Regions from separate parts of the Zea mays genome. Here region 1 is linked to region 2. Evidence: chromatin contacts called from public Hi-C data. All regions are on one chromosome and are shown on one strand. The core of a region is the stretch at or near the end of the contact, and the rest is flanking DNA. Distances in the headings are between cores, read along the strand shown.

Evidence for each region. Hi-C and Micro-C count contacts between places; a contact is called where the count stands out from the background.
Region 1: a Hi-C map of tassel shows a contact between it and region 2, with 3 times the contacts expected there. The contact joins the promoter of LOC100383253 here to the promoter of LOC100383506 in region 2. A contact is called at or near these places in 4 of 25 Hi-C or Micro-C datasets (ear, endosperm, leaf and 1 more).

The regions. Positions count from the first base shown.
Region 1 is chr1:20,380,186-20,386,445 of Zm-B73-REFERENCE-NAM-5.0, reverse strand. It overlaps LOC100383253, which reads right to left and starts at 4,322. Exons shown (of 7, transcript NM_001175914.1): 1 at 4,075-4,322; 2 at 2,776-3,084; 3 at 1,066-1,274; 4 at 938-986; 5 at 647-736; 6 at 487-549; 7 at 1-346. The coding sequence starts at 4,242.
Region 2 is chr1:20,157,795-20,164,509 of Zm-B73-REFERENCE-NAM-5.0, reverse strand. It overlaps LOC100383506 (Putative pumilio homolog 7 chloroplastic), which reads left to right and starts at 4,929. Exons shown (of 5, transcript NM_001176154.1): 1 at 4,929-6,510. The coding sequence starts at 5,123.

The DNA of each region.
Region 1 (6,260 bases), core at 3,073-5,572, 220 kb before region 2:
ACCTTGATTGCTGCTCGGATAATGAAGGAAATGAGGTTTCATCATGAAAAGAATCAACGTTGTTGTCAGGAATATCTGGGTCTAAAAGAGGTGGGAAGGACAACTGTTCGAGCACTTGTCCAGTCCTCGAGCCTTGGCCAACTTCAGCTCCCCCAGAACTAGATCCAATGCTTAATGACTGAAATGACCCTGAAACACTATCAAGACGGCGATCGGCAGTTGCTTGGCCGTTTTGTGCAGATGATGAGATATGACTGTCAAATCGGTCATGGAGAGCATTACGCCCCCTACCTCTGCCACGCCGTTGTGCTTGCTCATTTCTGCGATATATAAAACTGGTAGGTATCTGAAAGAGGCAAATTATAAAAGTTAATCTGAATGAACCAAATAAATTAATGGAAATATAATTTATCTTTTACCAAGACAGAAACACTGGATAGAGGGAAACCATGATAGCAAACAAAAATACTATAATGAAGTTCACACCTGAAGTGCAGCATTCCTCTGGGAACGAGACATTCGCCCACCGTGCTCCATAGCATTATGCCTCTGTTGAAATACACTACTCAATAAGAACCCAAAAAAACTCGGTACATGTGGTTAATGGCTAATACAAATTAGCAAATCAATAACTTGTACAACTTGCCTTCAGCTCTGCTTCACTCAGAAAAACAACAAACTTCTTTGCCAAGCATGCTTCATCTTCACAAAGAAAATGGTCCTTTCGAAAATGCAACTGAATTGAATTGAATGAGCACATATGAGAATGCAGTTATGACCACTTCCCCAAGGGTCTCGGAGCCCAGCTAGGCGCCAAGTAAAACTGTAGATACAATTTGCCTGAGCTAATGGGCAGGAACAGAATTACAAGTTGATTTGCTGCATTTACGTTGGATAGTAGATAGATGCCTAAATAGATCAGTTTGGCAAAACATACCTCAAGGTCATCATAGTTCCGAAAATAGTCATACTGCTCAGGATGCTGCCTATAAACAACAACCACAAATTCAACACATCGAATAAATCGCTGCATAAGCTATGATAGGGACTTAGGTTGCAGTATACCTCTGGCATATGTGGCAAGAATAGTGTTCCCTGGACATATGCATGTAAATCTCATTATCTCCGTAAAATGAACTTTTGCAAAACTCACACAATGGATGACCAGCAAAACCATTGCGCTCTACCTCAGAGCCATCCACTTCAGAGTCACCAGTCTTGATATGCTGAGCTAACTGAGACCTTGAATAAAGCTTTTGTTCACAAATGAACACCTTCGAAATATATACAGAATATTTCAATAAACAGTCATGAATATGAAAATTGTAAGTGCAATTTAGAGTGCAAATTACATAACCCCAGTTCCACAATGTTGACTACTAGACAACAATGACCAATGAAAAAATAGTGAACACTCGTATGACAGTAATAAAGCAACCCTAAATATATGGAAAAAATTGGCATTACACAGGTTCACAAAAAAATGTTGATGGTACTTGATTCATCACGGTAAATGTTTTTATGATATAAGATTTTCACACTAAAATTGGTATATATTAACAAGCGTTTCTAGTCAAAGTGTCCCTTTGGAGACTGGTCTAGTTGGTTTAGTTCCTGGACAGAGCCACCTGGACCAGGAAGTGGTCCCTCAGACACATGCATCCTTGCAATGTTGTCTACCTTGGGAGCTACCTGCCAGGGCTTGAACCAAACATGCCATGTGTCACTGTCCTAAACAACAGTGCCAGACACAGGACAATAATCCGGGGGGGGGGGGCAAGAAACTGCATGACGCTATGCCTGCGCGCCTAGCGATTGCACTATGGAAAGAAGTGGCAAGCAGTTGCGGACTTGGCACTTGGGGCACGCCTGCTGGCCTGCACGCGCACAACAACATCAAAAAGCTGGCGGCAGCTGGAAAGATGTAGAGGGATTGAGGGTGAGGGAGCCGGAGAGGTCTATCAAGGCATATTCTAGGGCTTTTTGGCTGGGCTGGTTAGTGGACAGGAGGCCTAGTGAAGTTGAATTTGCCATTTTGGCCCATCATACCTTTTATATTTTCTATAATTTACAGTAAATATATATCATATATAAGTAACTTCAAAAAATCAGGGGGGGCATGGCCCACTTTGCCCCCCCCCCCCCCCGGTGTGTGTCCGCACCTCAACCTAGACCTACATTTGAATCAGAGAGAACAGCATCATAAAGTTTCTTCACCAAAGACCTCACATAAGCAACGGATAGAACAATGTCAAGCATGCTAGTTGTAAACAACAATCATGTATTCTGGTTAGCTAGTTCAAATATGCTATCCATTGCAACTGTCTCCAGTGTGTTGAGAATTTGAGATGCATCTTCTGAAAAAACATTATCAAATCATGAAATCAAACCATGTTATATAAATAAACAAAATAAGTTCTGCTTATTACACCAAGCAAAAAAATCTACAGGAAGGAAACAATATTTTCAATTTCAAAATATATTTTATAATTTTCACTAAGACATTACAGCTTACTAGGTAAGCTATAGCATACATAAATTGGTTGCCAAAATAAACTTACTGAACTGTACATGTAGAATGAAGGAATCTATAAGAGAAAAAAACCATGCATGAACAAAGAAAATTCAGCTATAGATCATTCAAAACATGTGTCTAAACTTTGTTTTTAAATTTGACAGCATAATCCATGAAATCAACTAAGAAATGATGACACTTAGAAACGCAAATTAGTGTGATTCCTAACACATAATATGCCAGTTCATCAAGTATTTCACCTTCCTCCCCTCCAAGCAAAGATTGCACATGTGCAACCTATGCACATGGAATAAATGTCCCTTTAGTTGATCGATGCTCCTGAACTTGCTTCTGCGCTTTGCTTGAGCAGCAAGGGCAACCTGATCTTCTGCATTGTCACAAACGCTACAAGAAAGTCGACACATTGCCCGTATCATCCTGTAGTGGTCCACATCATCAAAGTATGCCTGAGTATCCTCATGGTACCAGAAATCACCAGCTTTGCCCTCATTTACCCCAATGGGGAACACTGAGAAATCAGCAACCACTCTAGTGTATTCACCCATGGCCTGTGTAATGAAAAAATATATATTTATATTCACATGCAATCTTATTGTCCTTTAAAATGGAAAATAAGCTCAGAACAGTATGTTAACGTTTCTAAGTGTGTTTTGGCAACATACAATGTATAACGATTCAGTGTGCAAAAAGCCAGATACACACATAGAAGCTCGCATAAATTTCTTGTTTGTCAAATTTGATGTCCGAAGTTTACAAGGCACTACAAGATTAGCTATGAATACAAAACTTGAGCAGTGTTCACCGGCCATACTAATGCCGGGGAAACAGTAACTGTCTTAACGATGCAGAACATACTAGCTTCATGACCAACAATGATTCTAGTAAAAATTTACAGAAGATAAAACTTGGAAAAGTAACTAAGAATTCACTAGCAATATTCCTACAGGATCAATATAGTAATCAAACATGAAGCACACAAAAATACCACACAAGATATTTTGTGTATTAATCATCTGAACAAGTACGACTCAGGAATAAATGTTGTCAACTCACATAAAAATACTCTCATTCATGAAATTCACCACATATTTTTTTGTACAACACATAAATAGTACTATTTTTAGTATTAGCACTCTAAAAACCAAACACATATACATAAAGTCTCGAACAATCCAATTGATAAACCTAACAATCATCTGAAAAGCTAAAATTACAAACCTAAAATGATTAGTGTAACCTTCCTCCTGATAGAGACCACATCAAAGCCTCGAGTATCCAGTCAACTAGTAAATCATTAGACACCTATGCTGACCATATCAGGCTACAAGATGTCAAAAGCATCGTATATTCACGCTATTTTACCTAAAACGTTCATGGTACCAGTCGCGGAACGGGATCCTTCACATCTAATTCCAATAGAAAGAACCAATCTGGCAATCCGACCGAAACCCTAGATGACCCCAAGATCCAACAGCGTAACCACACCATAGATAAGGAACTAGTCCCGCCCGGGGAGACCAAACCCTGGAGGTACGAACCTTAGTAACGAAGACGAAGGGGCAGACGGTCTTGCAGATGCAGCACTTCTTATCGTCCATCACGAAACGGAGGCGAGCGACGCAGGTGGAGCACACGTCGCGGTGACCGCACGGACCGTAGGCCACCCACTCCAGCGTATCTGCGCACACCACGCAGAAGTCCTCCATGGCTGGCGGCAGCGGAGATCGGCCCCGGCGGCAGCAAGGAGGAGGGTGCAAGGGTTAGGGCGCGGGCAAGGAAGATGATGCAAAGGTTATAGGGTGCGGACGAAGGGGGGAGACGAGAAGGCTCAAGGAGTCTAGGCAAAGGGCGGCGACTTCTGGGTAGGTTTAGTTGTATGTACTTATCTGTCCCCAATTAAAATTTATTTTAGACTTTTAATACATTTATACAATAATTTTTATATATATAGTCTATATATTAAAAGCTCTATACTTTAAATAACTAGAGTAATCCATTGTGTAACGATCAAGCCGGATCATCCTAATCATTCTCAACCAAATCGTAATGGGCCTTTATTTGGTTTCTCATTTAAAAGCCCATTGATTCACGTTTCTTTACCCTAACATTTTCACCGCTTCGACGCAGACGCCGCCATTTTCTCGAATTTGGCCATCCTCATTGTCGGTACCCTAGACCAGGGTACCCCTTACTACAGCATAAAAACACGGAGCCCGCGCAGCTATCTCTAGTTGCGCGGTAAACAGCACCCAACCTTTCCGCATAGGTAGCTCCGGGGTCGTCACGTGGCCGGAAAAGGTGGTATACTCCAGGATACCTTCAGTAGGTCTGGACCTCCTCAAGAAAGCGCCGGACCCCTATACTCACGACCCGGATCTCCGAGTATGCTCCAGGGCTCCCATGCAAACAAGCCGGACCCCTTGGCTGAGGTCCGGACCCGTCTGAGCGAGGTCCAGGCCACCCACAGCAAGGTCCCGGGACAGGGGATACCCTGGCCTAAGCAAGGGTCTGGAACTGACACGTGTCCAGGCTTTATCATGTGCGCTTACGCTCCCCGCTTAAGCGGAGGCCCGATGCTGCCACATGGCTTGTTGCCCGTGACGTAAGTCAGTGGGCGGAGCCTGACGTAAGGCCTCTGGGTCGCGCGGTCTCTGCATTTATTGCAGAGAAGACGCGTCGCCTGCCCACTCTGCTGACAGGCGATGTGCCACCTCAGCATTTATTGTGACCTGTCCACTCAGCTGGCAGGCGACGTCCATGCCATCCTGCAGGCGGCGTGCCTGTCCAGTCCATTGCCAAACAGTACGCCCATGCTGCAAGGTGCACTGTGTCCACCATCACTTATGCATTGCCAGGGAAGCTTCCCCTGCACGCCAATACCACGCAGATCGTGGATGTCAGGGTGCAAGAAGATTGCTCCAGCAACTCTAAGTATTACATCCATTATATTCCTGGCCCACATGTCGGGGCTCAGCACCTTTGTACACGCCCTCCTTGAGCTATAAAAGGGGAGGCATGCAACGTTACAAGGGAGACTTAAGCACACTTAGACCTAGCTCAGGCTCACAAGTTCAAACAAGCTCAATACATTACACAGTGGAGTTGGGTGTTACGCTCCGGCGGCCCGAACCACTCTAAACTCTTGCGTGTTCTTGAGTTCATCGTTCATCTACCAACAGGAAAAACGCTTAAGCCCCCTCCTCATCTTAGGATTAGGGCGGGTGCATTCCGCCACCCGGCCGGAGATTTCCCTCTCCGACACTCATCTACCTCGCAGCGTCGGCGCCCTATCTTCCGCTCCTTCCCTTTCTCGCGCTCTGCCTAATTAAAGATAGAAAGGCATCACGTCCTCTCTAACGTGTGCACCCAGGTAGATTGGTCGTGCAGTGGCGAGGTTGTGCACATGCAATCGCATCAACCCCCATTGTATCTTAGCGAGAATTCGGTGTTGTTCGTCTCGGACTCGCATCACGCCGAACTTGATTAGGATCTCACGGTTATCCTCATCCAACTGCCCACATCTCACAATGTTGGCAATGAGATGCGCGATGAAGGTGTCGGAGAGCCCGCAATGTTGTCTATCCTTGCACTTGAAGAGCATGGTATCGCGTCCTTTGATGCTCACCGTCGATCCATCGCCAAACCAGACCATGCCGGAGACGTCCATCAGCCTGTGTCAAAGTCGGAGAAGGCATTGTAGCATCCAGTCATATGGTTAGAAGTC
Region 2 (6,715 bases), core at 3,680-6,179:
TTGAATCAACCTTAGCAATTAATCTAGCATTCTCATTTCTAAGGTTGGTAATAATATCATGGCACGTGCTTATCTCACTAGATAATTTTTCACATTTTTCTACCTCTAGAGCATAAGCATTCTTAACCTTAACATGCTTCTTATTTTCCTTAATTAGGAAGTCCTCTTGGGTGTCCAAGAGTTATCCTTATCATGAATAGCACTAATTAATTTATTTAACTTTTCTTTTTGTTGCATGTTTAGGTTGGCAATAAGGGTGCGCAAATTATCCTCCTCATCACTAGAGTTATCCTCATCACCAGAGGTTTCATATTTAGTGGAGGATTTTGATTTTACCTTATTCCTTTTGCCGTCCTTTGCCATGACGCACTTGTGGCCGACGTTGGGGAAGAGGAGTCCTTTGGTGACGGCGATGTTGGCGGCGTCCTCGTTGGAGGAGGAGTCGGTGGAGCTCTCGTCGGAGTTCCACTCGCGGCACACATGGGCATCGCCACCCTTCTTCTTGTAGTATCTCTTCTTTTCTCTCCTCTTGCCCTTCTTGTCGTCGCCCCTCTCACTGTCACTTGATAATGGACATTTTGCAATAAAATGACCGGGCTTACCACACTTGTAGCACACTTTCTTGGAGCGGGACTTGTAGTCCTTTCCCCTCCTTTGCTTGAGGATTTGGCGGAAACTCTTGATGATGAGCGCCATCTCCTCATTGTCGAGCTTTGAGGCGTCGATTGGAAGCCTACTTGATGTAGACTCTTGCTTCTTTTCATCCGTCGCTTTGAATGCGACCGGTTGTGCCTCGGGCGTGGAGGAGTCGCCTTGCTCGATGATTTTCTTTGAGCCTTTGATCATCAACTCAAAGCTCACGAATTTACCTATAACTTTCTCGGGGACATAAGCTTATATCTAGGATCACCACGAATTAATTGTACTTGAGTAGGATTAAGAAATATTAGTGATCTTAGAATAACCTTGACCATTTCATGGTCATCCTTTGGAGCTCCCGAGGTTGCGCACTTGGTTGACCAAGGTCTTTAGTCGGTTGTACATGGCTTGAGGGTCCTCGCCTTGGTTGAGCCTGAACCGACCGAGCTCCCCCTCGATCGTCTCCCGCTTGGTGATTTTGGTCACCTCATCTCCTTCGTGCGCGGTCTTGAGCACGTCCCAAACCTCCTTGGCGCTCTTCAACACTTGCACCTTATTGTACTCCTCTCGACTTAGAGAGGTGAGGAGTATAGTGGTGGCTTGTGAGTTGAAGTGCTCTATTTGGGCCACCTCGTCCTCATCGTAATCTTCATCCCCTACGGATGGTACCTGTACACCAAACTCAACAACATCCCATATACTTTTATGGAGTGAGGTTAGGTGATATCTCATCATATCACTCCACCTAGAATAATCTTCATCGTCAAACGTCGGTGGTTTGCCTAATGGGACGGAAAGTAATGGAGTATGTTTTGGAATGCGAGGGTAGCGTAGGGGGAATCTTACTATACTTCTTGCGCTCTTGGCGCTTAGAAGTGACGGACGCGGCATCGGATCCGGATGTAGAGGGCGATGAAGAGTGGGTCTCGTAGTAGACCACTTTCTTCATTTTCTTCTTCTTCTCGCCACTCTTGTGCGATCGAATGCGTGAAGGGGATCCATCCTTCTTGTTGTCGGTGGATTCCCTTGATGGGGCCTTCCTGTGGCTTGTAGCGGTCTTCTCACCGCCGATCACCATCTTCTTGGTATGATCTCCCGACATCACTTCGAGCGGTTAAGCTCTAATGAAGCACCGGGCTCCGATACCAATTGAAAGTCGCCTAGAGGGGGGGTGAATAGGGAGAATCTGAAATTTATAAACTTAAGCACAACTACAAGCCGGGTTAGCGTTAGAAATATGAATGAGTCCGAGAGAGAGGGTGAAAAACAAATCGCAAGCAAATGAAGAGTGAGACACAAGGATTTGTTTTACCGAGGTTCGGTTCTTGCAAACCTACTCCCCGTTGAGGTGGTCACAAAGACCGGGTCTCTTTCAACCCTTTCCCTCTCTCAAATGATCACTTAGACCGAGTGAGCTTCTCTTCTCAATCAAACGGGACACAAAGTCCCCGCAAGGACCACCACACAATTGGTGTCGCTTGCCTCGGTTACAATTGAGTTGATCATAAGAAAGAATGAGAAAAAGAAGCAATCCAAGCGCAAGAGCTCAAATGAACACAAGTCACTCTCTCACAAGTCACTATTTGATTTGGAATGAACTAAGGACTTGGGAGAAGATTTGATCTCTTTTGTGTGTCTTGTATTGAATGTTATAGCTCTTGTAAGGTGTGGGAAGTCAGAAAACTTGGATGCAATGAGTGGTGGGTGGTTGGGGGTATTTATAGCCCCAACCACCTAACTAGTTGTTTGGTGAAGGCTACTGTCGCATGGCGCACCGGACAGTCCGGTGCGCCTGCCACGTCACCAAACCGTTGGATTCCGACCGTTGGAGCTTCTGTCTTCTGGGCCACCGGACAGTCCGGTGGTGCACCGGACAGGCACTGTTCAGTGTCCGGTGTGCCATCTGGCTCTGCTCTGACTCTGGCGCGCACTGTAGCGCATTTAATGCCTTCTGCAGACGATCGTTGGCGCGAAGTAGCCGTTGCTCCGCTGGCACACCGGACAGTCCGGTGCGCCACCGAACACTGTCCGGTGCTACACCGGACAGTCCGGTGAATTATAGTGGAGTGCCCTCCAGAAATCCCGAAGGTGAGCAGTTCGGAGTTGGAGTCTCTGGTGCACCGGACACTGTCCGGTGGCACACCGGACAGTCCGGTGCGCCAGACCTGAGGACACTTCGGCTGACTTTTGCTCTCTCTATTTGAATCCTTTTTCGGTCTTTTTATTGGTTTGATGTGAACCTTTGGCACCTGTAGAACTCATAATCTAGAGCAAACCAGTTAGTTCAATTATTTATGTTGGGCAATTCAACCATCAAAATCAAACAGCAAAAATGTGTAAGCCTAATTCCCTTTCATTTTCCTATAGATATGTTGAGTAAAAAAATGCAATTTCAGATTGTATTCACATATACTGTACTTGAACAAATCAAAGGGGTCATCTCGTATTTAAAGAAGGATAGAGACGAAGGTTTCAATGGTTGCATTAAAATCACATAATAAATTACAAAAGAGATGGATGTAGAGCCAATGTTTTCTAAAAACCATCAGGCAAAGAGAAAGAAACATTTTGATGAGCAAAATGATCAAGATGAGGAAGAAATACTATCAACCACAGAGTGAGTGAGTTAATTATTTTCTTGTCATGATTGATATCACAATATATATTATTCGAGTAATTGAAGGTATTTAAAAACATGTTTGTTTATTAAACTTCGAGAACCTAAAGTCTTTGGATGACCATAATTTGTGAAAGTGTTGCATTACTTTTGCAGAAACCTTTTCTTACGATAACTCATCTGATGTTGACCGCAATGATTTTATCATAGAATTATAAGTGATGCAAACAACTTTGTTGGATGATTTGATGTTAGCACCTTTATTCGATAGAGTTATTTATTTGATAGACATTAAAGCTATATATAATCTAAAATTGCAATTTAGACTACTTTAAATATTCTTCTCATTTAAATTATTTATATTGGTTTACAATTATTTTCATTGTTCTTATTTCTCACTATTTACTATAATCATTGACGATAGAACAAATAAATTAAGAGGCACAAACATCGAGATTGGTCTAGGGCCCTAGAAAACCCAGGGCTGGCCCTGGCCCTAGGTTCCATTTTCAATGTGGAGTTGTACTTTATAATATAAATTTAAATAGTAAAAATAATTTTAATCTAAACAATAGACGATATAATTTATTTAAATGTCTTTTAAAGATTCACAACTCTAGTTCCACAGTTTTCTGTAGCACCTAATAACCTGCTCTACCAAGGACTTGTTTGGGACTCCTCTAGCCCCACAAAATTGATGGAGTTGGTGGAAAAGGTTAGAAAATCGTGGAGCTAGAGTTATGAATGTTTAGAAGAGATTTAGATAAGTCATTTTGTTCATTATTTAAACTAAATACTTTATAACAATTTAAATTTATATTATAAATTATAGTTCCACGCTGGAGCTAAAAAATCCTTAGCTCTACTATTTTTTTTAAAGCTAGAGCAGTCAGGCCCATAATATTTTTTGCCGATTCACAAAATATATGGCAGGACGTTTTAGTGTTAAACATGTGGTGAAAACAAAAATAATCTTAAACGTTGAACACGACATACTGTGGATATAATTTAGAGCTATTTATTTTCCTTCTAGATTATATAAGTTGGATTATAATGTAAGGGTATAAAGGTAAAATATCACTTTATAACTATAAATAAGTTGAAATAAGCTAGTATTGGATAGCTTGTTTCAGCTTATTTGTGATCTCATAGTAATATTTTACTCTTCTAGTTTTAATATAATCCAACTTATATAATCTAGTAAGAAAACAAACAAGATCTTAGTACGATAAAAACAACCTCTCATAATTTTATGCTGATTCACAAAACATTACATGACCTTTTAGTGTACTACTTTTAGGCATGATGAAAACAAACAAAGCAGTGTAACAACCTCTCCGGATTTCAATTCGGTGAACATAACATTACTAGTATTTTTTTATCGATTCATAAATTATGAGGGGACTGTTTTAAGTTTTCGGTTTTATCGTGATATAAACACAAACACAACGCGATGTTAGCAACCTCTTCCTAAAAGATCCCTGAAATGCGCTGCACAGGGCTGTTGCGTGTCCACCCATGCGAGTGCAGGACAGCAGGAGGTAGAAGGACCAAGGAAGAGAGCTGACCAAAGCCGCCAAGCCCAGCCCTGAAGCCCAGTGATTGGCTATAAAACCGCACACCCCATCTGCCGTCCTCCGGCTCTTCCCTTTTGCATGCCTCACCGGCCTCTCCACCTCCCCTTCCGCCTCCCTGCACTACTGCTAACCCCTGCTCCCCAATCCTGATCCACCCCCACACCCGATCCCCTGAATCGCCGTCCCATCACCCCGCTCCGGGTCTGCGATTCGGGTTTTGATTTCCCATCGTTTGGGAGTTGGGACTTTGGGTTGCGTGCGTGTTCGAGTGTTCTTGATCGCTATTGAGATGAGGACCGCGAAGGCGGCGGCGGAGTGGACGGAGGACAGAGAGCTGGATTTGCTTCTCGGCGAGATCCCCCAGGTCACCTCCCCGCAGGGGCGGCAGCGCGGGGTGGGCGTCATCGGCGACGGCAACGGCGTGCATGGCGCCTCGGGGTGCGACGGGTACGCTTCACCAATGCGCCTGGGGGGCCGACGGGTACACTGCCCCCCGGGGGGCGACGGCTACGATGCGCAGCGCCACGCCAAGGACGCTTACTACGACATGGTCCTGAACCGTCGCGAAAATGGTGCTCCACTCCGCGGCGGCGGCGGCGGCGGGGATGCAGAGGGCGTGGGCTTCCCCGCGCCGTCACCGGTTCCAGGACCATTCATCGGTAGCGTGGTGCCGCCGCCGCTTGCGCTGGGGGTGGACTACCCGGAGCAGCAGCTGGTCGTGAACCAGCTCCAAAGCCTGCGCATCGGGGACGCGCAGGCCGCGCTCCTGCGCCAGGGCCCAGCGCCAGTCATGAGCACGACCCCGATCGAGGTCCCCGCAGCGCACGGCGCCTACCACGGGTACAACTTCGCGGCGTCAGGTTCTTCCATCCGCCATGAACACGTGTTCCTTGATCAGGCCAAAGCTGACGGGTACGTTGCAGCACGGCCGCATCGCCTCGTGTCGGACGTTGGCCTGGATAACTTTGGTGTTTTTCCCAGAACCCTGGACACCAGCACTGGCATTGGTTGGGGCCAAGGTTTCGTGCAGCCTGATTTCGCCCAGTCCTACCTGCTTTCCAGTCAGGCTGGTAATGCATATGGTGGTGTCCCTGTGGCAGACAACGGGTTTGTGAGAGGCAGAAATCAGTTTGAGGCATTCCATCCTGACAGCAGTCCCACTGAGGCGGGTGCGGAGTTTTTCAGCTCGAATCCCGCTGCCCTTGATTTCCGAGGTGGACCAAAGCGACACTATGCATATGGTGCTATTCCTGTAGCAGAGGCGTACCATTGCGAGAACAGTCTAATGTTTGGTGGGAAGAACATGAACTTCCTGGAACGTGAGAGGAAGAGGAGTTTCCGGCGTGTTAATAACAGAGCACCGGAGCTTGGGAATTTGAGGACTTTGAGGTTTGACGATGTGGTTCGTGTCAAGGAAGGATCCATCTACTACCACATGGCCAAGGATAAAAATGGGTGCCGGTATTTGCAGGACAAGTTTTTGGAAGGGAAGCATCATGTGGATGCGATCTTTGAAGGAATCATTAACCACATTGCAGACCTTATGATCAGCAGTGCTGGCAACTATCTTGTACAGGAGATGGTGGAAGTGTGTGATGAAGGGCAAAGACTGAGGATCATCTTAGCGCTGACGCAGGACCCTGTGAAGATGATTGCCATCTCTCTAAACACACATGGGTAATTATCTTTTCTTCTGGAAAATAATCAGAAAAAGTGTATCATGATTCCTGTCTGACATTACAAACATTTATATTTAGGATGTGGCCAGCATATCGTGCATATAGTCTTATAAAACTTTGTTTTGTACTGTTTTGCACTGTAGGCTGTACTGTTTATAGAGTGGATTTTGAACTATAAGGTGGGATAGGTAAGGCTGATGTAG